Linked DNA regions of Sus scrofa: all the other regions are linked to region 1. A link is a contact called in public Hi-C and promoter capture Hi-C data. All regions are on one chromosome and are shown on one strand. The core of a region is the stretch at or near the end of the contact, and the rest is flanking DNA. Distances in the headings are between cores, read along the strand shown. Region 1 holds the start of AARSD1 (alanyl-tRNA editing protein Aarsd1). Region 2 holds the start of PLEKHH3 (pleckstrin homology domain-containing family H member 3). Region 3 holds the start of CNTD1 (cyclin N-terminal domain-containing protein 1). Region 4 holds the start of BRCA1 (breast cancer type 1 susceptibility protein).

Region 1 (6,991 bases), core at 2,357-4,856:
CCGCCCACTGCCCTCTGACCCCACACATCCGGCCAGGCGGAGGCGAGGCGCCTTGTCGGAGGGGCCAGTTCCAGGCAGAGCCTCCAGGCATAAGTCACCTTCTGCAGGAGCTTGCTGGAGGCCTGCAGCTTCTTCACTGCTTCCACGTGATCCTCTGCTGCACACCTGCAAGAGAAAGGTTCTTGGAGGCCCACCCGGACTTCCAGCTGCTTTTGGCATCAGGCATAAATCAACAGTGCTCTTCTTTACGGTCTGTGTCCATCCCGATGGGGACCTGGGGACACTGCAAGGAAACCTCAGGAGGTCGGGGGAGAGGATATAAAGGAAAAAACCGTTTTGTGTGCCTCTGACTGATGATCCAAAGCACTGTGTCACTCACGATGGCATCCTCCCCCGCAGAGAGAAGAGATTACTCTGTCTGTTGTACCAGAGGGAAGGCTAAGCTCTGGCTAAGCTCCGGGCTGCCCAGGGGCTGAGAGCAGGGGGCAGTGGCAGGGGGCGTACTTCAGCAGGGCCGTCAGCGCTCTCTCGGTGCTGTGACTCCTCTCCATCCACTTCAGCACCCGGTTCCCAGCCAGAAAGGTCAGGTTGGTTTTGTTCTTTTTCCCCTTCTCAGTGCCCAGAATTTTAATGACCTACATGAAGCAAGGAGATAACACACCAATACACACACACACACACACACACATGTAAACTGCAGTGGTGCTGGACCTGAGGGTAGGCGAGAGAACCTCCCCCCAGGCTCAGAAGCAATAAAGGAGTGATTTCATCTGGGACCCCTCAGGCGTCCCCCTCTATCGCTCCCAGCCCTGTCACGATCCCCCACTCTCAACACCCTCTCTCCCTCCCGCTCAAAAGCCCCTCCTCCCTACCTGAAGGTCACTGAGATTGCTCACGTGGGTCCCACAGCACATGTTAGAATCAACGCCCTTGATGGTAACGACTCGAATAGGCCCAGCGTGATCATCCGGCAAACCCCGGGCCCTCACCTGGAATACAAGGAAGGGAGGAGGGCTGTCCGAATTCTGGTGAGGAGCCCAGGGAAGACCACTCTAGAGAAGCCATCCCACCATCCTTCTCCTCACCTGCTCCACCTCGGGGTCATCCAGGCTCAGTTCTCGCACATTCACTGGCAGCCGATCTCTGATTTTTTCATTGACACTCTGCTCAATGGCAGCTACCTGCTCCGCAGTCACAGAGGGGCTGTCCAGCTCGATCACACTCCGGAGTCGCCCCAACTCCCTGCCAGAAGGAGGAGAGTGGTAACAGGATGCTGATGAAAGCAACGATAGAGGGTTCCCCGTCGTGGCGCAGTGGTTAACGAATCCGACTAGGAACCATGAGGTTGAGGGTTCGATCCCTGGCCTTGCTCAGTGGGTTAAGGATCCGGCGTTGCTGTGAGCTGTGGTGTGGGTTGCAGATGCAGCTCGGATCCCGAGTTGCTGTGGCTCTGGCGTAGGCCGGTGGCTACAGCTCCCATTCAACCCCTAGCCTGGGAACCACCATATGCCGCAGGAGCGGCCCGAGAAATGGCAAAAAGACAAAAAAAAAAAAGAAAGCAATGACAATAACAAGAGAAGTTTACAGTTTACAAAGCACCTTCATGTAAATGCTCTGTTCTATTTTTGTCCGTGCCTGTGGCATGTGGAAATTCCCCGGCCAGAGATGGAACAGGAGCCACAGCAGGGACCACAATAGGCCGCTGCAGTGACAGTGCTGGATCTTTAACCTGCTGTGCCACAAGGGAATTCTATAAATGCTATTATTTAATTCTCACAAAAACATCACAAAGTAGGGGCTACCATTTCCATTTTACATGTGAGGGGTCATGTTGAGGAACCTGATCAAGGTCACAGAGCCGGGGTTCATCCCCTAGGTCACTGGGCTGTAGGTTCCATGCTCTTTCCTAAGCAAAGGCAGATGTCTCTTCTTCCATCCTTATGTTTCCCCTGAGAAACACAAGGTCACCTGCCACCCATCGTCAAGGGAAAAGGAGAGCACAACAGATTTTTATCCTCCTACCCCTGACGTGCTACTGGGAAAGGAGCTGGCAGTCAGGCACCCAAGGCTGACAGTTTTATGCCTCCTGCTCACCATGAAGTTGTCTTCAGCCCAAAAAGATGATCAGCAACCGCAGTGATAAGATGCTGCCCTAAGCAGAGAAAGCAGGAGACAAGAGAAGAGTAAAAAGCCCAGGCAGCCACACAATCCCAGCATAAATGTCATCACAGAATTTCTTCCCTTGAAGACCTGCAGTACAGGACAGTGAGTAATGCTCCTTTTTTTTTTTTTTTTTTTTCAGGGCCACACCTGAGGCATATGGAGGTTCCCAGGTTAGGGGTCAAATCAGAGCCCCTCCCTTGGCCACAGCAACGCCAGATGCAAACTGCACCCGCAACCTACACCACAGCTCACGGCAACATCAGATCCTCAGACCACTGAGCGAGGCCAGGGATCGAACCTGCGTCCTCATGGCTGGTGATACTCAAATTCAACCGTTATGCTAATATTTTTCCTTCAACTGTTCATTTTGCTTTTACGGCACTTATCACATCCTGCCTGAATTGGAGTTGATTCTGAGTACGTCTGTTCCTTCCAAAAGGTTAACTTCTAGAGAACCCAAACCACCTATCATCCCACACACCTACCTGAATGCTGCTGCATGTGGTCAAACCTCCGCTCCCAGTCCACTCGGACCTGGACCTCGGTCCCAGGGGTCAGGGGTGTCTGGGTGAAATGATCAGCCTGGGCGCCGCGGCGGGTCACTCTCAGCACAGAGATGTCATTGATTGTACCATGGTCATCAGGCTGGGGAAAAGAAGTAAAGATAATCAGTAGTAGCAGGTAGGGATCACCTTAACTCCCGAATACAAAGACCCTCTAGGGAGAGTATGCGAGAAACACACCCAGAACTTGAGATTCCCTAGGGGAGAAGAAAGAGCAAGGCCAAGTGAAGTGGTACTTTTGCTTCATGAGGAGACTGTCCCTGTCCTCTTTACGCTGAACACCTATGTATTTGTTGATAAATAACCCGTTGAATGAACAAATGAACTGAAATGAATTAACTTCCATTTGTATTCATTGTATCTGGGACACAGAAACAGATCATCTTCCTGCTGAGCAGAAAGGAATTACTGGCTTCCAGGGAGGCAAGAGGCGGGAAGAGGAGGGGGAGGGTCGGGTCTGCTACCTGTCCCCCGCCCTCGGGGAAAAGCAGCGTGTCTTCCAGCACCACTTGGAAACCGCTCAGTACTTCCTTCTTGCCGTTGCTTCCTTCGATCTGCAGCTCTGCGGGACTGCAGGAAACCACGGTGGTGGTGAACTGGGAAAAGAAGGAAGAAAAAGTAAGTCCCGACCGGACTGATCCCAGCTTGGCGTTCCCTCCTCGTGGCGCCCTCCTGCCTGCACCGCCCGGTCCGCTCAGCTCCCTCGCCCCGCCGGCCGCACCTCCCTGGCGTAGCTGTCCCGCTGACACCTGAACGCCATCGGTGCAGTCTCTTAGAACGGCGGGATCAGCACACACAGGAGCCGCCTGGCGAGGACGGAGAGCGAAGCGGGACAATCTTTATTCCGGGAGTGTCTCTGCGCAGACGCAAAAGGACATGGAAAAACGGTGTGCGATTAGGACAAACTTACTGAAAACGCGACGTGTCGGTGTTCTGGGTTATTAAAATAGCAACAATTTTAAGGCTTTGAAAAGAACCAGAAAACAAGAAGAAATACAAGTGCGGTCTAACTTGCCAAAGCACTTAATTTAGCCACTTTGGGCCCCAGGAATGTACGTAATTCCGCCCCGCAGAAGCCCAGCTGGTAGACGTGGGAATTGGTACCGGCTTGGGTGCACGGCAGCGCTGCCCAGTGGAAAGTAATGCGAGCCACATATGTTAATTTTTTTAAATTTAAATCGACCTATCCAGAATGTTATTTCGTCTGATGATAAGTCTTTTTAAATAAATGAGGGCTTTTTTTTTCTCCATTAAAAAAAAAAATTCGAAACCTGGTGTGTATTTTACATCTACAGTACATCTCAGTGCAGACTAGGGACATTTCAAGTACTCAATAACCACATGTGACAGGTGCTCCCGCATTGTACAGCATAAAAAGGTTAACAGGAGTCAAACTGCAATCAGCGCCTTACAACGTTAAAGAGATTAAAAGTTCAAATTAGGAGTTCCCGTCGTGGCGCAGTGGTTAACGAATCCGACTAGGAACCATGAGGTTGCCGGTTCGGTCCCTGCTCTTGCTCAGTGGGTTAACGATCCGGCGTTGCCATGAGCTGTGGTGTAGGTTGCAGACGCAGCTCGGATCCCGCGTTGCTGTGGCTCTGGCGTAGGCCGGTGGCTACAGCTCCCATTCAACCCCTAGCCTGGGAACCTCCATATGCCGCGGGAGGGGCCCAAGAAATAGCAACAACAACAACAAAAGACAAAAAAAAAAAAAAGTTCAAATTAACTTTCTGCTCTTTTATTTATTTATTTGCCATTTCTTGGGCCGCTCCTGCGGCATATGGAGGTTCCGAGGCTAGGGGTCGAATCGGAGCTGTAGCTGCAGGCCTTCACCACAGCCACAACAACTGGGGATCCCAGCCGTGTCTGCAACCCACACCACAGCTCACGGCAACGCTGGATCCTTGGCCCACTGAGCAGGGCCAGGGATGGAACCTACAACCTCATGGTTCCTACCGTATATGTTAAGCAAAGAGCCACGATGGGAACTGCAACTTTCTGCTCCTTTAAATCAACTAATAAAAATCTTCAAGTCTCCATGTTTCAGAATTTAAGGTTTTTCGGACTTTAGACAGTAATGCAGAGCATACCCATGTGTTACATAATGTGTTTCATTTGGCACTCTGGAGCAACCCACTTATATTCAAACGCATTAATGTTTATGCTGGAATAAACAAAGGCTATAAATAGCTCCACATCATTTTAGGTCTTGTTTTCCTGCCAGATGAGTTTTGGTGTTAATTTTTTTAAGTTGGTATTTAGAGTTTTTGGTTTTCAGAATTGTGGGTATGTTGATATGAGGGTGATAGCAATTCCACTTCTAGAAATTTACCCTACAGATATCCTTGCCAAATATGTAAGGACATACTTTTCAATCTGCTCCTTGCAGCATTGCTTAAAAATTGAAAAAGACTGGAGTTCCTGTTGAAGCGAAGCAGAGACGAATCTGTCTAGTATCCGTGAGGATGCGGACTCAATCCCTGGCCTCAGTCAGTGGGTTAGGGATCTGGCCTTGCCATGAGCTGTGGTGTAGGCCAGCAGCTGCAGCTCCAACTAGATTCCCTAGCCTGGGAACTTCCATATGCCACAGTTGCGGCACTAAAAAACAAAAGGTTGGAAAAGACTAACAACAACCTAAATATCCCTAGATAAAGAGCCTGTTAAATTATGGAAAATATATTCAATTAAATACCATGTAGCCATGAAGAAGAGTTAGATCTATAAAGACTGATTTGGAAAGAGCACCAATACATATTAAGTGAAAAAAAGCAAGGTGCAAAATGTATAGCCTGATTCCCATTGTATACACACACATTACATTTGCCTGTGTATGTGTAAAATCTTTATATTATATGGCATATAAACAATACATGATCCTCTAGGTGTTTATGTTCCATATATAGTCTATATTTTATCTTTTTTTTTTTTTTTTTTTTTTTTTTTTTGCTATTTCTTGGGCCGCTTCCGCGGCATATGGAGGTTCCCAGGCTGGGGGTCTAATCAGAGCCGTAGCCACCAGCCTACGCCAGAGCCACAGCAACGCAGGATCCAAGCCATGTCTGCAACCTACACTACAGCTCATGGCAATGCCAGATCGTTAACCCAGTGAGCAAGGGCAGGGACCGAACCCACAACCTCATGGTTCCTAGTCGGATTCGTTAACCACTGCGCCATGACAGAAACTCCGTATATTTTATCTATAATTATGATATATAGGTATAGAATTTATAATGGGTATAATATGTAGAGATACACATCAAGATATAGATAAACATATGTAAATTTATTGAAGAAACTGTTAACAGTGTTTACGCCTATTGAAAGAGTACAAATTCTGCTTGTTTAATTTAACAAACCTCAGTACTTTACCATGAGTTCAAGAGCAAAGTCTAGGTATTGCATTTTGCTTAAGTCACGGTTTAAGTACACATTAGGCACTTAAAAAATGATTGTGGATGAATGGGACAGCTGATCAATGGAAGAGTGAATAGACATGGGCACTGCGTAAAATTAGTTTTAAAAGTGTAAAGATATTTCCGGAATTCTGAATTGTTTGTTTGTTTTAGGGCCACACATGTGGCATATGGAAGTTCCCAGGCTAGGTGTCGAATCAGAGCTGCCAGCCTACACCACAGCCACTGCAGTGCAGGATCTGAGCCATGTCTGCAACCTACACCACAGCTCATGGCAATACTGGATCCTTTAACCCACTGAGCAAGGCCAAGGATGGAACCTGCATCTTCATGGGTACTAGTTGGATTCATTACTGCTGAGCCACAAGGGGAACTCCAAAAGTGTAAAGACATTTCTGGAGTAGGCAGGCAGCTGATGTGGGGTTCTGGCTGGTTCTAGAGATGGCAATATTAGCCATAAAGTAAAAGGCTGGTTTCTGTTCTGAAGATCAGCACATAGATCTGAGCATGGAGAATCCCCTAGCTTGGTTACAAGTCTGTTCCCAACATCTTTCTTCTTCTGATCGCAAGAGTGAGGGCCAGGATCTCCAATACCCGCTTCTCCACTCGAGAGGCACTATAGAGGGGGAAGAGGCTTGTCTCCAGGAGGAAGAGGTACAAGAAGGAAAGAGACAGAGAAAGGTTCCTAGATATTTAGTATAATCTATATAATCTGCTTCTTTGGCTTTTGCGCATACACACACACACACACACACACACACACACACACACACTCTCTCTCTCTCTCTCTCTCTCTCTCTCTCACTCACACCTCGAATACTCAAGAAAGCCTGGACGATTACAGTTCATTGG
Region 2 (6,991 bases), core at 2,643-5,142, 240 kb before region 1:
TTGGGGAGAAGTATAACTAGATAAGGCCAGCACGTTCTCCCAAGGTGATGGCTTTCCCACCACTTGTAAAGGCAGTACGCCATGGTCTGGAGAGTACAATGAAAGAACAGAAGAGAATATTAAAAACTCATGCAGTCAGAATGAGACCCATTGAGAAGGTGGTCCAAGGGAGCCTTATTTTCTGTGCTGGTTTCCCCCCCCCCCATATCATTCTGCTCAGTTTCTGATTTCATCTTCATCCTTTGAAAAATGAGGGGCTGGGTAGGCCCCCTGAGGACTCCTAGACCCCTATCAGGTGATGCATTCAGATCCCCCATCCAAGGGACTTGGGCCATGGAACCACTCACCTGGGGAGCTGACTCCATAGGGCAGGGGCAGGAGTGGGGCATACAGAGCTCCACTGGTGTGCCTCAGAATTGGGTTCCGATGATAAATGAGGGCGACGGCTTCCGGGTCTCCACCACTCTCCTAGAGGCCAGGGAAAGGATCATGGCGATGGAGAAGGGGGCTCCGCAGAACGCCGAAAGCTTGAGTCCGCCACCCTCCTCTCTCTCCTTGGTGTGCCCTCCTTCGCACCTGAATGTCCCTGAGCAGCAGCTGGGTGGGGGTCTCCAGAGGCGCCTTGGACGCGATCACTTCGCGCAGCGCTACCCCCCAGCGCTCCGCCTCGGCCTGGCGCGGAGAGCAGAGCCGAACGCTGTGCTTCCGGCCAGACACCGTCACGGACCACAGACCTGGGGGAAAGAGGGGCCGCAGGGGGGCAATCAGGGCTGGCCGGGGCCGCTGCCCTGGTAGGTAGAAGAATCCCCATGAGGTCTCACCGGTCTCCTTTGGCCTGCGCTCCGGGCCGGTCACCGAGCACAGGCTGGTGAGCACGAGGCTCCCGAGCCGCCGCGCCCCCTTCCCGTTGCTGCTGAACTGGTCCAAGGAGTCCCGGGTGAGCACGAACCAGGCTCGGCGCGGGGGCAACCAGGGCCGCGCCCCTCCTCCACGGGGCTCGCGGTACAGCCAACCTGGGGGGCGGGGGAGAAGGAAGGAGAGGGGAATCAGCAGGAGAAGACATTATCCCCTGGAGGGTTGGGGTTGGGGCCTCCAGAGTGCATAAGGTGGATCCCCACCTTTGACGACGACGTCCGGGTCGTCTTCCGGCGGCCCCTTCTCTGGGATGAGGCTCCGCGTCTCTTCCCAGCTTTGCAGCCTGGGCAAGAGCGGAGGGAGGGTTGGGCAAGGCTGCTGATCCTGCACCCCGCCTCCAGGGGGCTCCTCGCTAAGGGCTCCCCAGACCGCGAGGGGTGCCTGCTCCCGGACTGGGCACCCCTCCCCCAGGCTGTGGGAACTTCTAGGCCGTTCTGACCTCGCGCCAGAAATAGCCGAGAGCCCCCCCCTTCCTCCCCGCGCCCCCAGCCGGACCGCCCCCCGGGACCCTGGCCAAACCACAGCGTCCGGCGGCAGCGTAAGGCCTCTCCCTTATTGCACAACCGCAGGAGGGAAGATGGAAAGGCCAGGGGTCTTGGGAATGGGCTAGGGTCTCCAGATCATGGGTTGTAGGGCTGTTCTCACCTGTCCGAGACTGGCCCGCTCCTCACAGGCTGAGTCAGCGTCACATCCAGAGGGCCCTGGGGAAACAGGCAGGGCAGCCTTTAGGCTCAGAGCCCTACCTCTCCAGATGCCGGTGGCCTCTGCCCCAGGGCAGCGCTGCTCAGGGGATTGAGGAATCAAGGACTGAGGTGATGACTGTGATTGTGACTGTGACTGTGACTGACCTGAGCTGAAGCCACTGGGCTCGCCCTTTCCACCAGCCTCTACAGAACAACCCAAGCTAAGAAGCCAAGACTCTAGCCTTGTCTCTGTTACCCTTTAAAGATGCAATCAAAGGTTGGGGTAGAATAGAAAGAGCACTGGGCAGAGAGTCAGGAGACCAGGGTTCTAATACCCACTCAGTTACTAACTCTGATCACAACCCCCTTGTGCAACTTTGACAATCCCCCTCGAGTCTTTGGGCTTTAGCTTCCCAATTTTTGGAAAAGAAGAGGTGGATGAAGCCTTTTCTTGCTCTGGCAGGCTTGAAGTCATCCCCTCCTCCTCCTTTTCCCTTCATTGACAGGTGGGCATTCAGGCTGGCAGGGTGGTGGTGGGCATGGAGATGGATGAAGGGAAGAGGGACCCTTTCAGTATAGGGCTTTCTCCAAGAGCTTCTTAAACCCTCCCACAGACACCTCTGAGAGTCAGTGGTAAGCAAAGACCCTGCCCTTTTGCTAGGGCTCAGGCCAGGCTGAGGATACTCTCCATGGGAGGTAGAGTCTGGAATTTTGTCCTCCCCCCACTTGCCCCCTGTGCCCTGGAACTTCTACTGAAGACTGAGGTCTAAGAGAGGCCAAAAACCCATCCAGGAGCCAGGTCACTCGGGAATGGTGCCATGGTCCCATTGCGTCCAGGCAGTTAAAGCCAGGAGGGGGAGGAGGGAGGGGGGCCAGGGACACCTGTCCCCAAGCTCCAGGGAGGGGGGCGGTGGTGGATGTGCAGCATGAGGGAGCAATGGCAGGGTTTCACAAAGCCGGCCCTGCCCAGGCTGGAAGCTTGGGGATGCCTGGGTCCTATGCTTCCCTGGGGGGGAGATCCACTTATTTTCTGGAGGGTCTCAGTGAGGCTCTCAGCCACACGACCAACGGGGCAGGTGCTGACCCCTCTCTTAGACCAACTCCCCTAATCGCAGTCCCCTGCTTCCCTCCCTCTCCCCTCTATATTTATCCGCCCTCCGCCTCCGCCAGGTGCTGGCGCCGGCCCCAGCGGCGCAGCCCGCCCCACCCGGGCACCGGGCACCGAGCCACCGGGCCTGCTGGGGACCCCTGAGCGGGGGATGGGAGCCTGACCCAGGCCACAGCACCCGCGAGTCTGGTTGCCCTGCGTCTGGTTGCTGGCATGCAGGGGCATCAGAGGGGACATCAGGGGATGATGGCCTTCAGCACCAATAGAGCCTCGGTTTCCCCACCGGAAGAGACGACAAAACTGGGGAGCCCTATGTCCCTACCTGTCCCCTCAGGGATTCCCCAGGAGCCTCACCAGGGAGGGCCCAGCGTTCTGTCCTGAGTGCCAGAGTAATAATGAAGGGTCCTCAGAGAGTTGTGGCCCCCAGCTCCCTCTCCATGGGGTCCCTGCCACAGACCTCAACGTGAGGATGCCTGCTTCCCCTGGCCCAGGTCCCCGCGGCGGGAACTCCCGCATCTGGCTCCCAGCACTGAGGAACTGGGAGCGGAGCGGACCCAGGCGTCCGAGCCGCCCAGCCGGCCTCGCCACATTCCTCGGCGCTGGCGGAGGCGGAAGGAGACGGGATGGGACGCGGGCCCGGCGGGGAAGGGAGAGGCAGGCCAGGTCGGGCCAGGCGTGACGCCTCCCCTGCCCCAGGGCCCCCAGCAGGTGGACAGCGCCCAGCGTGCAGCGCGAGGCCCACAGGCACATCTCAAGGCGGGCTGCTGCTTGAGCTCCTGGGGGCTTCTGGCCCCCAGGCAAAAAAATCCTCTCCCGAGTCCCCACTCGGCAAGAACACGGCGTTTGGCTGGAGTAGGGCAGGATCAGGCGTGACGGCTGGCTGCAGTGAGAGGGAGAGACAAGGCTCCAAACCCCCCGGGACTTACCCTCCCGCCGCCCGCTGGACTCGGGGTCCGTAGCTCAAAGCTCTCCTCGTCCTCGTCTTCGTCCCCGTCCCCGCTAAGCTCGCCGTCCCCGTAGTCCCGGTGCAGAAGAGTAAAGCCTCGACGGCAGCAGAGGAGCCACCACAATCCCCCGGGGAGAGGCATCCGGGCGAGCAGCCGGGGGAAGGGGACGCGGGCAGTCGGGGCCGAACTGCAGGGGGTCGGAGAAACTGGCGGGGCTCCGACACCAGCCGGGGAAAGATGAGGCGGGAGGAGGGGAAGGGAGAGGGGGACTGGGAGGAGGCGTTGTCTTGCGCTGAGGTGCAAGGGGTCGCTAACTAGAGCTTGTGGGGGGCTTAGTGTCTGGGCCCCCGGAGGGGGAGGGAGGAAAGGGTCCAGGGCCCGGGGGCGGGGGGCGGGGGGGAGGGAGCAATGTCCGGAGCTGGGAAGTAGTGTCCGTTGTAGTGTCCAGCCCTGTGGGGGGCAGTGTCCGGTGCAGTGTCCGAGGAGGGCAGTTGTCCGAGCTCCAGGGAGGGTCGTGTCCGGTAGGGCGTCCGGTGGCCGGGGCCCGGGCCGCGCGCGCTGCGCTCCCTGCAGCCCCGGGACTGGCGCGCTAGGGGCACGAGCACAGCGCTGGGACCCCGCCTCCCCGCCCCCCTCCCGTCCAGGCTCCCCCTCCCTCTTCTTTCTCTCCTCCCTTCTTTACAGGGCAGGGTCCAGTTCTCGTCACGGCCTCCACGGTCCAATCCTTGTGCCTGGCGCCGGGCGCGGCCACCAATCAAGCCACTGAAATCGCGGCGGGTTGCATCATGTGCTCCTGGCTTGGTGACAGCGGGGAGGGGCATGGGAATAAGGAGGGAGGGGGCTGTGAGCTGTTAACCACGCCCCCATCTCTGAGGTCGGACTCTGACTGCTAATGACGTCACGGAAGCCCGCCTTCAGCCTCTTGTTTTAACTCTTGGCTCACCAATCGACAAATTAAAAGCGCTCTTGAGCTGGAGCTTTGGAGGACGAAGGGCCCATAGGGCATAGAGGAAGGCTCCGATTGTTGCCCTCTGAACCCTTGTCTCGGTCTTTGAGAAAGGAAAGAGCCTTAGCTACCTGTGCCAGGCACAGCCCTATAGGTAGTAGCCCTCCGCCCCTGGATGGAGGAGTCCTGTTCCTCTATCTGAGTCATCTTCTTTTTGAGGCGAAGAAGCTGAGGCAGAGACTCCGGGAAAGTTCTGACCTAGGCCGGAAATAAATCTAATTTAGAAGGCACAGTTCAAGGAACTCCAGTTGGAAGAGTGACTTGGAATTCTAGGGAATTCGAATGAAGTGGAGGCCTCTCAGGGTGACTATCCCTGCGGTTCTGTGTAGGAAGGGGTTAACAGAGGCTCTAAGCAGACGGGGCGGGGTCAGGGACGGGGCGGGGCCAGAGCGACCGCGGGCGCGCGCGTGCATTGCTGACTCAGCGGCGATTCCCGCGGTCTCCGGTGGATGGTTCCAGGTTGGCCCCCAGTGGCTGGCGTGTGGGACCCTTTGAGGATCGGCGCCATCTCCGGTGCTCCCCTAGATCCTGTCCCTTGAGGCCGTGGTTCTTGGTCTCAGCCGCCAGAGGCTCACGGAAGGAAGGCTAGCTCGAGCTGGGCGGGGCGGGACAGGGCGGGGACGACAGGCCAGCGCCTCCCTGGAGACATCCCCGCCACGCCCCGCCCGTCTTGCCCTGGGTCCCCAGACTCTCGATTGGAGCGGTTGGGGCAGCTTTGATGACCGGATATTAAACCGGGAGACTTGTCACACGCGGACACCATCGTGCCTGTCGTGACTGTATAAAACAAAGACCAAGAATCAATGTCTCTAGAGGCCATCCCTGCCTTGACCTCGCCCCAGAGGAGTGTGGCCTGTGCTGAGGCTTCCTAGGGACGTTAGCACCACAACCATGTACCTGGATCCCAAGCCCTTGCCTTCAAGGGAAGTTTTTTCCCTTGTCTAACCTCTCTCCGGCAGGTTCAGTGCATTTCCTCTGACCTCGTCCCCAAAGAAGATGGAGAGTGGCTGTCACCCCTACTCCACCACGCCCGTGACAGCCACTCTTTGGAAATTTGCAACTTGGAATTCTCTTCTTGGATCTTCTCCAAGGTGAAAAACTCCGACAACTTCTTAAATTGCTTTTTTTTTTCTCTCCACCAGAGAACCTTAGAAGGGACTGTCGAGTGGTAATTGAATCCAAAAGCACACCCAAAACGGGAATCTCCTGGCGCCGTCCCTACCCCCACACCAGGCATAGGCACACACAGTCCCCGACAGCCTCAGCTTGAACATTCCAGAGGCTGGGAGCTCGGTACTTGCTAAGGCAGCCATTACTGGATAGCACTCTGTGGTTGTTAGAAAGCTCTTCCTTACACTATTTCGGGAGGAACCCCCGCCCCTCCTCGCCTGGCAGCTTTCCCACCTCACCTCTGTTAGCAGAGTCCAAGGAAAGGTGGAGAGGGTGTCAGTGCCTAGAGCTTTAGCAGGCTCAGCAGCCCCCCACCCCCACGCAGGCTCTCAGCACCTTCCACCAAGAGTCAAGCTCCGCGGAGTGGGAAGGGGGGGCGGGAGGGGGAGTTACCCTCCAGCTCTGCCCTGCTACAAATCACTTCCAAGCCAGTGTCTCAAAAATAGTAACAGTTGTTGGGTTGCATCTCATTTCCATGTTGTAAATTTAATATGCCAAAGAACAGAAGCAATTCCTTTAGGTCCCTACCTCTTCCTCCGTGTCCCCCGCTTATTCCCCTTTCCCACTACCCTCCCTGGAATCATTTCCTCAGCCCTCCCCCTTCTCTTGATTCGCAGCTCTAGTGATCCCAGAAGGAGACACTGTTGGTCTCAGTGGGAGCCGAACAGGAAGAAAGGCGGGGCCGGCGGGGGCAGCGGCCGCGGGGGTGAGGCCCTGGACTGCAGCCCCCACTCCGAAGCAGCCTCCGCAGGTCCTGGCGGAAGCGCAGGCCCAGAAAAGCGTAGAGCACTGGGTTGAGGCCGCAGCGGGCGAGGGCCAAGCCTCCGGTCACCAGCAGTGCCAGATCCTTGCGCTTGCTGGCAGGACAGCTCCGCTCGCGGGCCGCCAGTAGGTCAGCAGTATCCAACAGCAGGGCGAGACTGTAGGGCAGCTGCAGTATCACAAACGCCGCCACCAGGGCCACCACGACGCGCAGCGCGCGCCGGCGCTCCGGCCCCCTGGTGGCCAGCAGCGTGCGGCCCAGGAGCGCGTAGCAGGCCGCCATGACGCCCAGCGGCAGCGCGAAGCCCAGGACCACCTGCGCTACGGCGCTCGCCCCCTTCACCGTCTGCGTGAGGCCCTCGGGGAAGATGAGACGGCAGCGCCGCTGGCCTTCCCGCTG
Region 3 (6,991 bases), core at 3,041-5,540, 140 kb before region 1:
TGCACACTGTCCCTACTCATCCCAACCCCTGGGTTGCGGCACAGGGAATGGAGGACCAGAAACTCAACATCCCTCCCTCCCCAGCAGAGCTCCAGACCAGCAGCTCCCCAGAGCAGAGGAGCTGGGCAGCCTTCTCCACCTCTCCCTCTTCTCCTGGAACCCCCTTGTCTCCTGGAGCCCTCTTTTCTCCTGGAACCCCCGTTTTCCCAAGCCCCATCTTCCCCATCACTTCTCCCCCATGTCATGCCAGCCCCTCCTCATTCTCCCGAATTACTTCCCAGGTCTCCCCAAATCTCTCTCCACACACCCCCAGCTCTCCACTTGCATTCTCTGCCAGTGCACCCCAGTTTCCAGTCCCGTCTTCTCAGTTTCCACAGAGTTCTCTCCTCCCCAGTTGTTCCCAGGTCACTCTTGCTCCTTCTTCCTTTCCTCCCTGCCCCTCAGCTTCTCCCCTCCCCTCCACCACAGCAGCCCCTCTCCTCTCTCTGGCTAGTGCCTTCTCACTGGCTGTGATGACTGTGGCCCAGTCCCTGTTGTCCCCCTCACCTGGGCTCCTCTCCCAGTCTCCTCCAGCCCCTTCTAGTCCCCTGCCTAGCCTGCCCGCTCCAACTCCCCTTGCTCCTTGTGGCCAGGAGAGGCCTTCAGCTCTGACAGCTGAGATGGAGAATGAGGTGAGTAGGAAACCAAAAGGGATGATTGGGGGGCTCCATTCTGGATCATTTCTCTACTCATGGATCCATACTTTGTAGGCCTCTCCAAATCCTGGTCGGCCACTCCTGGGTGAAGCCAGACTGGCGCCTATCTCTGAAGGTGAGGCCTCTGACCACTGACCTTCCCCTGCCCGCTAATCAACCTCAGTCACTTTATATCCTGCCCCTGATTTCTCTCCCTTCTGCCCTGGCTCCCTCCTTGTCTCCCTACAGAGGGAAAGCCCCAGCTTGTCGGCCGCTTCCAAGTGACTTCATCCAAGGAACCAGCCGAGCCTCTTCTGCAGCAACCGACATCTGGCTCCCTGAAGCCTCCAACCCCTCAGCTGACCTCAGAGAGCTCAGACACAGAGGACAGTGCTGGAGGCGGGCCAGAAGCCAGGGAGGCTCTGGCTGAAAGTGACCGCGCAGCTGAGGGCCTGGGGGCTGGAGCCGAAGAGGAAGGGGATGATGGGAAGGAACCCCGAGTTGGGGGCAGCCCTCCACCCCTGAGCCACCCCAGCCCAGTGTGGATGAACTATTCATATAGCAGCCTATGTCTGAGCAGTGAAGAATCAGAGAGCAGTGGGGAGGATGAGGAATTTTGGGCTGAGCTGCAGAGTCTTCGGCAGAAGTAAGTCCGGGGAGGACGGAGGTCAGGAGGTGGACTTGGGAGAGCGAAGTGTTTGGCTGGCCTCTCATGCTCCTGGTGTGTCCTCAGGCACCTGTCAGAGGTGGAGGCACTACAGACACTACAGAAGCAAGAAATTGAGGACTTGTACAGCAGGCTGGGGAAGCAGCCCCCACCGGGTATTGTGGCCCCCGCTGCTATGCTGTCCAGCCGCCAGCGCCGCCTCTCCAAGGGCAGCTTTCCCACCTCCCGGCGCAACAGCCTGCAGCGCTCTGAGCCCCTGGGCCCTGGTGAGACAGCTGTGGCCCAGCTCCCATCTTTCTCAAGTTCCCTCCTTAGTAATCTGTTTTTTTCTTCCAGGCCCTGGGGGTCTGCCCCTTGGTTTGGGGGGACTAGCCCCCCTCCCCACATGGCCCCCTCCCTCACTCAGTGCTCTCCCTCCCCATCCTGCACCCAGGCATCATGCGAAGGAACTCCCTGAGTGGCAGCAGCACCGGCTCCCAGGAGCAGCGGGCAAGCAAGGGGGTGACATTCGCCGGGGATGTTGGCAGGATGGTGAGGGCGGGTCCAAAGGGAGGGAGAGCCCAGGGAATGGTAATGGGCTGCAGCTTTGCCCTCTTCCCACCCTGGAGGTTTCTTCAGTGCTTTTTCTTTTCCCTCCAGTGACTTCTGAACAGAAGCCATGTGTCTCACCCACACCAGGGCCCACCATGGAGCTTGTGCTCTCAGAATCTGCTGACCAACACAACTCTGCAAGGAAGACCTTGGCACTGAGGGAGTAGGAGGCCCAAGGGGCATGGAGAGTGCTACTCCATTATTATAAGAGTCAAAGATGTTGGAGCTGTCTGCTGTGTGTAGAAGGCAGAAGTCCTGCGGCCTACCATCCTCATCCTTGCCACTTCCCCAGCCAAGAGTCAACCACTAAGCAATCCCACCAGAGCCCAGATGCTTCTAGGGGGCACACTCCCAGCTGAGCATGAGGAGGGGGTGTTCTCACACCAGAATTAGTAGCAGCCAATAAAAATGCTGGCGCCTAGAACCTGGTGATTTTGTATCTATTGGGCCTTAGGAACTAGGTGCAAGCTTTGTGGAGTAAGGCAGGGGAGAATTTAGCAGAGGAATTTAGAATTCCCCTCTCACAACAGGGAGACAGGGATGGAACCCAGCCTTCTGGCTTCTTGCCAGCAGTCCATGTGGAAACTGCAAGGTCAACAATCCACCTGACCAAGCTACAATTCCATCCAAACCCCACCATAGTCCTACACCAGCAGGCCCAGTAGAAGTTAAAAGAACAAAAGCTGCTTGTCCCTCATATTTCATCTCTCTCTCCATGGGAAAAGGTCAAGTTGGAGTAGTGTGTTCTCTCCCCCCCTTCTTCTTTTGGTAACACCTGTCGCATGCGGAAGTTCCCAGGCCAGGATCGAACCCACCCCACAGCAGCAATCTGAATTGCTGCAGTGACAATGCTGGGTCCTTAACCCACTGGGCCACAGGAGAACTCCTGGAATAGTGTGTTCTTGAGGGTAGAGGACAGAAGAGTGTCCTTCCTTCCCCCAAGACCTAGTTCAGTCTCGAACAGCCCAGTGACCCACCATGATCTCTCTCTTAAATCAGGTGGAAAGATCTCATGGAAAAAGTAATTCTAGTTAAACATTTACGGCTCCCTGGGGCAATGCCATTGCTGTGGTTACTGCCTGTAGAGCTTTCCAGCATGAGTGTCAGCTCCAACACACTCACTGGACTCAGAGAGATGACTCAGTTTATTATTCTCAACCTGACCCCATCTTCCACCTTAGGCTCCAACATTGCAGAGCTGCCACACCCACCCCCATAAGAGCCCACCTCTTCTACTCTGACCTCCCTGCCAGCACCTGGGAGGAGAAGGGGTTAAACAACAAAGTGAGAAAGACTGGGAAAAGTCAAAGTCAAGGTCGGACACCTCAAACAAGGAAACAAATTAGGAGTCAGTGTCCACACACACTGGGAGGTGGGCACGTTCCCTTGACAATGGCCAAATGCACAATCCCTGGCTACTTGGGCTCTACCATCGTTCAAAACTGGTAAGAAGGCCAGCAACGCTGTGAGCAGGCTTCAACTTCTACCGAGTCACGGGGCATCAGTCATCGTGTGAAGGGGCTCCAGCAGGTTGGAGATGCACCATGCCCATGTGGATCAGTGTCCTGATGCCCTTTCCAGAGCTCGGGCTCGAGCAGCTTTGGCCTCATCCTCCAGCTCATCCAAGAAACGCTCCTGGGACACCGAGTAGAAGGTGTAACCATCTGGGGAGGTGGGTTCAGGAAACCACGTGGAATGTGCGCATTCCCTTTTCCCACACTTGCTCAACCACCGCTGCTGATCATCCTCCCAAATTCGATCTTCTGCCGTCTGCTCCTGGGAGCCCTCACCCGACTCCGTAATCATTAATCAATTATACTAAAATACTACCTTTAAAATGACAACGTAAGGTACACCAAACGCTTGATTCAGAGTTAAAAGGAGCCAAGGTTTTCATATCTCGGGCTCCTTCTACCACCCCCACACTGCCCTCCTACACGCCCCTGCTGCCCTTCCTGTTCCCCTAAATGCGGTCTCCCTGAGTCTACAGTCCAAACGGATACAAATTGCCAACACCAGCGCCCCGATGCCCAGGCCGGTCACGATGTTCCGGGTCCGCCGCTGTGGCAGCGTCTTCTGCCACTGGGCGAGCTGCACCTGCCGCATGAATTGCAGCTGCTCAGGAGTCAGTTTCTCCCGAGTCGGGTCGATGCGCTGAGCCACGGGGGCCTTTCCACTCTTAGAATCCACAGGATTGCCAGCTCCCGGCGCCGCCATGTTACCGCTCCGCCCTTCACAATTCCCGGGGCGCGGTGCTTGCTGGGAATCGCCGTCCTCGGCCGCCGCAGGGGGCGCTGGGAGATGTAGTGCGCATTTCCTTTCGAGAAGGGAGTGTGGCTCCTGGAAGTAGGGGGAGGGCGGGGCAGGCGGGAAGAGACTGTGATTTCCGATTGGCTGAGGGGTTCGCGGCCGTTGGGGCGAGAAAAGGCTGTGGAAAGCTTGAGGCTGTGGTATGAACAGGGTTTTCCTCAGACTTGAGGGGAGGACAAGCGCGCAGAAAGGGACGAATTAACCAGGATGCGGCAGAAGAGTCTACAGAGAAGCTAAGGGCGTCGGTTTACGGATCCAGTGAGCGTTCAGGTGCCCGAACAGGGTTCTGAAAATGGACCGACCTGTAAGGCCAAGATTGGCCTCTCTCAGTGACTTTCAGTTTGGAGCTGTTGCCACAGAGACGATCGAAGACACTCTGCTCCACTTGGCCCAGCAGAATGAGCAAGCCGTTCAGGAGGCCACGGGCCGGATGGGCAGCTTCAGGGAGACCCGGATCGTGGGTGGGGACTCAGCCCGGGGAGCTGGGTTTATGGGTAACTGGGGCACCAGTCTTTGAGGCACCGACCTTGAGATTCAGTCTAGTCTACTTTATTCATTCAAATAAGGTTTTGGTTTTGGTTTTGGCACCTACTAAAATGCAACTGCTATATGCCAGGTGGTTGGGGTAACAGTGATGAACAAGACTCACCAGCACCCTACCTTTGGTTTCAACACGTATAGAGTACTTATTCTCTCTGCCTCCTGGGATAGAAAGATGAAAGATCTAGTCCCTGCTTTCAAACCATGTATGTAATCTTTAGAGGACAGTAGGACAAATCTGCAATTGACTAGGTACAAGTATGGTTAGATAAGCGACATACCACATAAAGCTAGCTTTTATAGGGAGTGATGGAGTGAGGTGGGGGTAGGAGGAATTAAAGGAGTCCTTCAGGCATCGTGGCATTTGAAGTAGATCTTGAAGGAAGGAATCCATTTTGTTTGGCGAAGGTGGTGGAGAGGGACTGTGTTTCTACTAACGGGGTAATACGAATCAAGCTATGGAAACAGGGACACTTTGGATGAATGCAGATATCATGTTATCCAGGTTGGCTAGAGCATGTGGAAGAGTAGGTGAAATTCAGACCAGAAAAGTGGTTTGGAAACATTCCATGTGGAACTTTAAATGCCAAGGTGAGGAGTTTATACCTGACTTATTAGGAAAACAAGAAGACATTGAAGGTCTTTTTATAGGAGAGTGATATAACTGTAAACTTTCCCTTAGAAAAAATTATTTTGGCTGTGATGTAAAGGATGGATTGGAGTAGGGAGAGATGGGAGGTAGGAAAAGTGGAGTGGAGTCTTTGTCAGTAGTTTTTGTGACAGGGCAGAGAAAATGACAAGGGAAGGTAGACTAAAAATATTTCAGAGGTAAAATCAGGGTCCTGCACTGGATGAATTTCAGAAGTGAAGACAGCCAATATTACTATGCCAAAAGATTGAGCCTAGAAATATAGTGGTGCCATTAAGAGAAACACGCACATACATTAAAAAAATAGAACAAGAGGAAATGTGACATTTGGGAAAGAAAATAGCTTTGGGATCTCCTGAGTTTCAGGTGCCTATAGAAAATCCAGAGGAAGGTTTCTAGCAGATTATTTCAAAAGTAAATCAGAAGATAGTCATAAAAAAGAAAAAAATAATGCCATTTGCAGCAACATGAGTGGAACTGGAGATTCTCATACTAAGTAAATCAGAATGAGAAAGACATCATATGATATTGCTTGTATGTGGAATCTAAAATATGGCCCAGATGAACCTATCTACAGAACAGAAACAGACTCATAGATATGGACAGCAGACTTGCTGCTGAGGGGAAGGAGAAAGAAGTGGAATGGAATGGGAGTTTGGGGTTAGTAGATGCAAACTATTGCGTTTGGAGTGGATAAGTAATGAGGTCCTGCTGTACAGCACAAAGAACGATATCCAATCACTTGTGATGGAATGTGATAGAAGATAATATGAGAAAAAATATGTATAACTGGGTCACTTTGCTGTACAGCACAAATTTTTTTAAAAAGTAAGTCAGAAGAGAGGTCAGAATTAGAGATAAGGTTTGGGGAGCTATCTCTATAATGATACTGTTGAAATTGTGGCAAAGGATGAGTTCCTAGAGGGAGAGAAGAGTAGCTGGTCTAGTACAGTTCCTTGGGAGAGGTTTTGTGTTCGGGAAAGTGGAGTAGGAAGAAAAGCCGTGAAGAAAATAAACGGAGTGGTTGAACAGAAGCAAGAGACCTTTGGAAGCAAGAGGAGAGTTTCATGAAGGATGATAGTCAGTAGTTTCAGATGCTTCAGGGATATGAACAACGGGAATGAGTATTGCAAAAGGGCCATGATGAACAATTTGGATATATTTTCTGACCTTTGAGACAATCATTTCAGCAAGTTGTAAAAGGGAGAAGCCAAATTGCAGAACATTAGGGAGTAAATGATGAAGTGGAAGCAGCAGGTGTAAGCTAGGCTTTCAAGAAATTTAACAGTGATGGAAGCTAGAGAGATAGAGCCCTAGCTTAAGAGAGTAGGGGGGGTGTCTTTTAGTTAATAGATCTGAGTATGTTTGTAAGTAAGGAGGTGGAGTCAGCAGTGAGAGAGAGATGAAACCCTCATCCATTCCGCCTAACCCAAAGAGTTTTCTTGGCAAATTAAAATGGAAAATAGAAACGATTGCCCAGATAATTAGGTCAAAACCAAAACCAAACCAAACAACTGCGTGTGCAGGCAAGTGCGCGCGTGCGCGCGCGCGCACACACAC
Region 4 (6,991 bases), core at 2,543-5,042, 130 kb after region 1:
TCATGGTATGTGTGAGATCCTGGGCCAGGGATCAAATTCCATGCCACAGCAGCAACCCAAGCCACTGCAGTGACAATGCTGGATCCTTAACACAAGTGAACTCCGAAAAAATAAAAAAACTTAAAATAAATAAATAGACAAACAGAGGAGGTCAGAGAAACCTGCTAAAGGCTTTACGGACTTGCAGTGTTCTTATTTAAATATACATGGAGTTCCTGTTATAGCTCAGCAGTGACAAACCCAACTGGTGTCCATAAGGATGGGGTTTAATCCCTGGTCTTGCTCAGTGGGTTAGGGATCTAGCATTGCCATGAGCTGTGGTGTAGGTCTTGGACGCAGTGTTGCTGTGGCTGTGGCATAGGCCAGCAGCTGCAGCTCCCATTCAACCCCTAGCCTGGGAACTTCTATATGCTGCACCTGCGGCCCTAAAAAGCAAAAATAAACAAACAAACAGGTCTAGGGAATTCCCTTGTGTCACAGCAGATTAAAGATCTGGCATTGTTCAATCCCTGGCCCAAGAACTAACTTCTACATGCTGTGGGCATGGCATATATATAGATATACGGTATATGTATATATACATATATATACACACATACATACTCAGTGCTAGTTTTAGCCAAAGGTTCTCTCAAAGACCTACCTGCTCACTGACACCAATTATTTGTGATTTTATTTTGCCATTATTAACTAGGTCCATTCTAGTTGATTAAGCTGGTTGTAGAGCTGGAAAAGCCCAAATGCCGCTTAAGGAAAACCCTGCCCCAATGTAGAACCAATTGAGACAGACTGTGAACATTCAAGACAGGGGACTGTGTGTATTGAGGCAACAGAGAGTGAAGAGGAGAGCCCTAGTGGAGAAAAAGGAGTAATTTCCCATATTCCTAAAGCTCTTCAATTAAGAAAAGCAGTAACTTTAATAGCTCAATCTTAAAAGACATTATAATTTTTTCTCCTTACTATCTTAGGTCAATTCTCATCATTTGCATAGGATATAACTATATAAGGAAGATCTCAAATTAAACTCTTTTTTTTTTGGTCTTTTTGTCTCTTCTAGGGCCACACCCGTGGCATATGGAGGTTCCCAGGCTAGGGGTCTAATTGGAGCTGCAGCCGCCAACCTACCCCAGAGCTACAGCTTCTGCGACCTACACCACAGCTCATGGCAACACCAGATCCTTAACCCACTGAGCAAGGCCAGGGATTGAACGCGTGTCCTCAGTGGATACTAGTCGGGTTCATTAACCACTGAGCCACGACGGGAACTCCTCAAATTAATAAACTCTTGACTGGAGTTCCCTTGTGGCACAGCAGGTTAAGGATATAGTGTTGTCACCACAGCAGCTCACTGCTGTGGTCCAGGTTCGATCCTTGGCCAAAAAACCTCCACATGCTGTGGGATTGGCCAAAAAAATATATGATAACAAAAAATAAAAAAAAACCTCTCAACTTACCAGATTGGACACTCTAAGATTTTCTGCATAGCATTAAGGACATTTTGTACTTCTTCAATGTGATCCACAGATAAATCCATTTCTTCCTGTTCCAATGAATTAAATAAATCATTTTAAAAGAATATCTTGCTGTTTAGCACTGGGAACTATATCTAGTCACTTATGATGGAGCATGATAATGTGAGAAAGAAGAATGTATATATGTATGTGTGACTGGATCACCTTGCTGTACAGTAGAAAATTGACAGAACACTGTAAAACAGCTATATACAATGGAAAAAAAATAAAAGTCATTTAAAAAATAATAAAAAAACAACATTCATATCTATGTTCATCAGTGATTAAAAAAATAAAGATTGGAATGCTTTAAAATCTGGCCAACCACTGAAATAATGACTAAAGCCTTACTTTAAAAAATTCTAAGTTGTCTTTTTTGTAAATAAGAGTATTTAAATTCACCATTTTTTCACATCTAGCCTCCAACCACTTAGTTTCGGTTTTTCCTTTCTCCAAGAAAAGGAAAGCCACGGGGGGTGGGGGGGGGCCGGGAGGTGAGTGGTGATAGCCTCCTACTTCTTCAATCATCCTGAATGTTTTCTTTTTTCTCTCTTAAAATCAAAATCAACGCTCCCCACCCCTTCCCTAGTGTTTCCCACTGGCCTGCACTCATCTCAAGATCGTCTTCAGGCACATCCATTCCAGCAGCGTCTGTGCCTAGGGAAGCTCGCCCCTCCACTTCCTTCTTGTTCCTCCTCAGAAACGCATATGAATCCAGTTCTTAAGGGCTCTCCTTCTCATAAAATCCTGTCTCCTCCTCTTCCCAAATTACTGCCCCCCTTTTTTTCCTTAGGATCCCCTTCTCCCACAGTCTACTTATACCATGGTGTCCCCATTAAGACCCATTCCAGTTCCTACCAAGATCCCCCCTCGAACACACCCTGCCCCTCCCTTATCCTCAGCGCACCCCCCCGATCCTGCGACCCACAAAGTTCCCCCCTCCTCTTCATTTCCCCAGACTCAACGTTTTAGGCTTCTCAGATTCCATCTTCCGCCTGCCCCTTGCCAGATAACACCCATCTTGCTCGGCAGCTCTCTCCATACCTGTTTATTCGCCTGTCCCCAGAAACTCCTCTCCCTTCCCCAGGGCTCTCTCACCTTTACTCAGGGCAAAGCGCCCGGGATTCCCGGGCCTAGAGGCCCAATTCTCTGAAAAGCCCCCCGACCGTCCTCGGTCTTGAAAACACAAGCCGCGCAGTCGCAGTTTCAATTAATCTGTAATTCCCGCGCTTTCCTGTTGCCACGGAAACGCCATCGCGGAGCGTGAGCCTTTCAGAATGCGAGAACTAAACAGGTTACGGAAGGGCGGAGCTGAAAGAGCCGAGTCCCTCGGGGCTCCCGATTGGTCATCCATTCTTTCCCCGCGTTGCGTAATTAGAAAGGGACGGAAGACAACGAATTCTCCCGGAGTTTTCCAGTAGGCGTCCACCCCCTCACCTCTAGGCTTGGAGTTGCGACTTATTACGTCACAATGATTGCTGTACTAGAGTCGGAACCACTGCGTGAGTATGGAAAACAAGCGAGAGTAAGTGCTTAAAACAGTCACAGGAAGAGGCCGGTACCCTCACTCTTTCCTCCACAATGGACGTCTCCAGTTTAGGTAAATAATTGTGGAGGGAAAAAACTACCATTTCCAGCATGCATTGCGCATCGAAAGGTCTTGGCCACAGAGTTCCTAGGAAACTGTAGTCTTAAGGAGAGGAGCTTCCGACAGAGGAAGCGGGCAGGCTTCTGACGACAACCCAGTTGATAAATTGAAGAGCTCTGCTGCGCTTATGCACTCAACAGATATGGATTGGAACGTTGTGTTTTGCTATCTTGAGAGCGGAGAATAGGCTAAAGAACCTACAAGTCCTAGGAAGACTACAATTCCCATCCAGCCCCGCGAGTCTCCAGCAAGTCATCTTATAAGGTCGGTGACCTAAGGGAACACTTCGGGCGCAGCTTTTACCTGGGAAAAGGAAATCCGCCAGTGTCCAGGCTCCGGCCCACGGCTGCGCACTGGTAGTTCCGCCCCTTTGCCCCAGTGTTTGTTATTGTTGTGAGGATCAGGGCGCTCCTGCCCCGCCCCCGCCAGCGCATCTTCGACCAATCAATCGGGTGGTGGTTTTGAGGGACAAATGGCAAGAACCAATCATCTTGTTGGACACTCAGAGCAACAGGGGACTAGGCCCTGTCTCTCTCCGCCATGTTAGATTTATCCCGTAGGGATAGCAGCAGAGCTGGCAGTGAACTGTCCCTACGCTGGTCTCCGGCAGGCGCCCCCCGGGGGCGGAAAGCTGGTAAGGAAGAAGCTGCGGTTGCCTAGGGTGGTGTCACGTCGCCCTGAGGGTGCTTGGGGAAGTTCAAGGAGGGAGTCCTGCAAAGAAGAGGGGCGACTTTTTCCATGTCTGGGGCAGCTGATCTTTTCAGTGACCGGATGGGAGAGCCGTTTGAGGGGGCCGAGGAGGCGGATACCACCGGAGGGTTGAAGGGTCCATGGTTCAGAACGCCTGGGTTCTGCTGGAGGACGCCAAGACTCCCCAGCACAAAGAAGGCCTAAGCAAAGAAAAGGAAAGAGAGTCCTTAGGGGGTGGTGACACTGCCTGGGGGACATGGAGTGATAGGAAATGATAACTGGACCACTAGGAGGAAGTCTGCAAGGAAAAAAAAAAAAATGACACTACCCACACAGTCTCTTCATTCCTCCTCACCCCACTTTTGGGGAAACTCATAAAGAAGTCTCCTTGGTCAGGGACCTCCGGTGGAAAGGCACCGTTTTATCTTTTTATTGAACATGCAGTTTTCAGGTGACACGTTTTAACTAGGATAGCTTGTACAGGCCTCATTTGGAGACAGTAATCAAAGCTCAGCTTCCCAGGTCAGCCTTATTAAAGAGATTTTTGATATCCCAGAAAAATCGACAGGAAAAGCTTTGTGCCAGGCAAAGGTGAGCCAATAGCATGAACTTGAAATAATTCCAGTTAATGAAAGCTGAAGGCCTGAGCCCCAGCTACCTGACTTTACCTACTACAGAGACAGATGGTGTTAACCATAGCCTAGATATTTCCACAAGTTCAAGATTAGTGCTCTTGCTGAAAGCATTTTCACATACAAGGCGAAACAAAAATAGGCAGCTCTTTATGAAGACCTGGATGTGGTCCAGCTAAACTAGAATCTCCCACTTCCTGTTTTCTCCTCATCCCCCGCCAACCAGCTGGATGAGCACCAAAGTATCTAAACTAATTTCCAATTGTGTAATTTGAGAAAAGGGGAAGAATATGTTTCCTTCTGGATTCTCAAAAGTGTGAGAGTGAGTTTTTCATAAGTTGAAAAGTGAGAATGTGTTTTAGGATATTCACTTTTGGTGGAATGAATCAGTCACTTAATCGCTCTGATTTTTTGCTGAAGATTCTGGGGACTTGGCAGGAATTCTGTCCAAATCTTAAGGACCCCAAGAATTGCATTTTATATGAATGAAATACTATATGTCAACAGGATTGGTGCTAGAAACTATTTTGTTGGTGAACTTGGCTCTAGGTAGAGATAAAGAATAGAAAAGGTTGGGGGAGATTGTCTTTGGATTTAAAAAAAAACTCTGATCCATCAGAGAGTTCAAGGTCATTTTTAATGACAGTCTCAGTTGTATTGTTTCACAGGGCAGTTCCTTATACTGTGGAAAACAGGACTGTTTTAAGTTCTGAAGACTGATTCATCATCATGGTAACTTTTACGTTTGCGTACCGTTTTCAAAGAGCTAGCATACACATTTTTATTTGATCCTTGTGATTACATTGTGAGGTTGGCAAAACACAGATCTTAGACCTATTTTACAGATTAAAGAGCTGAAGCTCAAAGGTTAAATGACTTGCTCACACTTGTATGGCTAGTAATATGCCAGAACTGGGTCTGGAACCCAACTCTCCTAAACCCCTGTGCTCCTCCCATCCCACCCCGTTACAGTATATAAACTCCTGAGACTTAATCTTCTTCCTTTCCAATGTCCTGTGCCTGGAGCATAACCTGGCTCTTTGTAGATGCTTATTCAAGCTTTGTTGATGAATATGTTTAAAAGCTGGCCCTTTTCACTGCAACTTCTTATGTTTAGATTTAAACAAATGATTTTTTTCATAAAGTCATAAAAACAACCAATCTAACAACCCATTAGTAAACAAAATCCTTAAAATTCTTACCTTTTTTTTGGTCTTTTTAGGGCTGCACCCTGTGGCTTATGGAGATTCCCAGGCTAGGGGTCCGATCGAGCTGTAGCTGCTGGCCTTGCCACAGCCACACGGGATCCGAGTTGCATCTGCAACATACACCACAGCTCACAGCAACACCAGATCCTTAACCCACTGAGTGAGGCCAGAGATCAAACCCGAAACCTCATGGTTCCTAGTCGGATTTGTTTCCACTGAGCCACAATGGGAACTCCCTAAACTTCTTATCTTTTAGAGGTAAATACTCAATTATTTTATGTATGCAATGAGGCTGTCAAAATAATCCAGTAAGAAAGGGCATTGCTGTAACAAGATTAGCCCTGAGTTGATGATAATTATGGAAGGTAGTTGATGGGTCCATAGGAGTTCATTGTGTATTAGTCTCTCGTCTTTTGTAAAGGTTTGAATTTTCCCATAATGATTAGATTTTTAAAATTAGATTATTATAGTTTTGTTAAACATTAGTTGACTACATTCAATCCAGACTGGGTGGGGGGGGAATGGAAAGGTATGGATGACTGAGGGTAGCTTTGAGTTGATTGTTGTAGTTAGATGTTCATTATTCTCCACTTTAATGTGTCTTGAAATTCTCCATAAAAGAAGAAAAGCAGACTGAAAAAAAAGAAACACAGTTCATGAAGGATGAAGTGTGTTGAATGCTACTACCCCTGTGTAGTTTCTTGGCTAGTGTTTCAGCCTCTAAACTGTTAAAATTGATCTAATAGAGAGCCTGAGTTGCTCAATTGAGGAAAAGGCTGTTTTTCCAAGAAAATGTAGAACATCCCGCTTTCAAATTTTAGGAATGTAAATTCCCCAAGGGTAGAGACCTAATCTTATTCATCTTGGTATCTTACTTCTAGTAAATATATAACAGTAAATATTAATTAAGCAGTCATTATGAAGTCACAAAATCCTAAAGGATTTTACAAATGTTAGATGATTTCTGTGATGTGGCCAAAACATACATTCTCTCTGCAAACATATAGCAGTGAGATTTGTTTTAAAACACCCACTAAGACTGTAAATAGCAGAAGAGCAGGAACATTATCTTCTCAGCTACTGCTGTGTCCTCCTAGCCTAGCCTGTATTAGTTCCTCAAAAGTATTTGTTGAATGAATGTTTATGCAATTCTTAGAATCCTTTCTAGTATGTTGTCTCTCTCTCACCTAGACTCTCTAGCCTTACAGCATGGAACCACAGGTTACTCTAAATGTGACTTTTAAAAATGAAACTCAAAGCTTTCTGGTTTCTGATCCAGAAAATACAACTTGGGCTGATGTG

The links. Promoter capture Hi-C pulls out the DNA fragments that hold promoters and counts their contacts. A called contact is a pair of places that touch in the nucleus more often than the background predicts.
Region 2: a contact with region 1 is called in a promoter capture Hi-C map of liver, with 3 times the contacts expected there. The contact joins the promoter of PLEKHH3 here to the promoter of AARSD1 in region 1. A contact is called at or near these places in 1 of 5 promoter capture datasets (liver) and 1 of 2 datasets of contacts at active chromatin or transcription factors (alveolar macrophages).
Region 3: a promoter capture Hi-C map of liver shows a contact between it and region 1, with 4 times the contacts expected there. The contact joins the promoter of CNTD1 here to the promoter of AARSD1 in region 1. A contact is called at or near these places in 1 of 5 promoter capture datasets (liver) and 1 of 2 datasets of contacts at active chromatin or transcription factors (alveolar macrophages).
Region 4: a Hi-C map of liver shows a contact between it and region 1, with 2.3 times the contacts expected there. The contact joins the promoter of BRCA1 here to the promoter of AARSD1 in region 1. A contact is called at or near these places in 2 of 47 Hi-C or Micro-C datasets (heart right ventricle and liver) and 2 of 2 datasets of contacts at active chromatin or transcription factors (alveolar macrophages and skeletal muscle).

The regions. Positions count from the first base shown.
Region 1 is chr12:19,914,850-19,921,840 of Sscrofa11.1, reverse strand. AARSD1 (alanyl-tRNA editing protein Aarsd1) reads right to left here and starts at 3,606. Exons shown (of 12, transcript XM_021066968.1): 1 at 3,448-3,606; 2 at 3,191-3,322; 3 at 2,649-2,808; 4 at 2,095-2,152; 5 at 1,086-1,242; 6 at 873-989; 7 at 505-635; 8 at 99-165. The coding sequence starts at 3,486. It overlaps PTGES3L (putative protein PTGES3L), which reads right to left. Exons shown (of 7, transcript XM_021066969.1): 7 at 5,989-6,991.
Region 2 is chr12:20,158,976-20,165,966 of Sscrofa11.1, reverse strand. It overlaps PLEKHH3 (pleckstrin homology domain-containing family H member 3), which reads right to left and starts at 3,892. Exons shown (of 14, transcript XM_003358036.4): 1 at 3,633-3,892; 2 at 1,561-1,616; 3 at 1,119-1,198; 4 at 822-1,013; 5 at 577-734; 6 at 348-468. The coding sequence starts at 3,794. It overlaps CCR10 (C-C motif chemokine receptor 10), which reads right to left. Exons shown (of 2, transcript NM_001044563.1): 2 at 6,449-6,991. The coding sequence ends at 6,449.
Region 3 is chr12:20,060,053-20,067,043 of Sscrofa11.1, reverse strand. It overlaps CNTD1 (cyclin N-terminal domain-containing protein 1), which reads left to right and starts at 4,290. Exons shown (of 4, transcript XM_021066977.1): 1 at 4,290-4,703. The coding sequence starts at 4,535. LOC100518575 (cytochrome c oxidase assembly factor 3 homolog, mitochondrial) reads right to left here and starts at 4,213. Exons shown (of 2, transcript XM_003131381.4): 1 at 3,936-4,213; 2 at 3,060-3,596. The coding sequence starts at 4,149. The coding sequence ends at 3,490. It overlaps WNK4 (serine/threonine-protein kinase WNK4), which reads left to right. Exons shown (of 22, transcript XM_003358035.5): 17 at 85-671; 18 at 750-810; 19 at 924-1,320; 20 at 1,408-1,607; 21 at 1,775-1,872; 22 at 1,981-2,356. The coding sequence ends at 1,983.
Region 4 is chr12:19,784,888-19,791,878 of Sscrofa11.1, reverse strand. It overlaps BRCA1 (breast cancer type 1 susceptibility protein), which reads right to left and starts at 3,792. Exons shown (of 24, transcript XM_021066931.1): 1 at 2,610-3,792; 2 at 1,455-1,540. The coding sequence starts at 1,534. NBR1 (next to BRCA1 gene 1 protein) reads left to right here and starts at 2,865. Exons shown (of 21, transcript XM_005656955.3): 1 at 2,865-3,793; 2 at 6,881-6,991. The coding sequence starts at 6,899.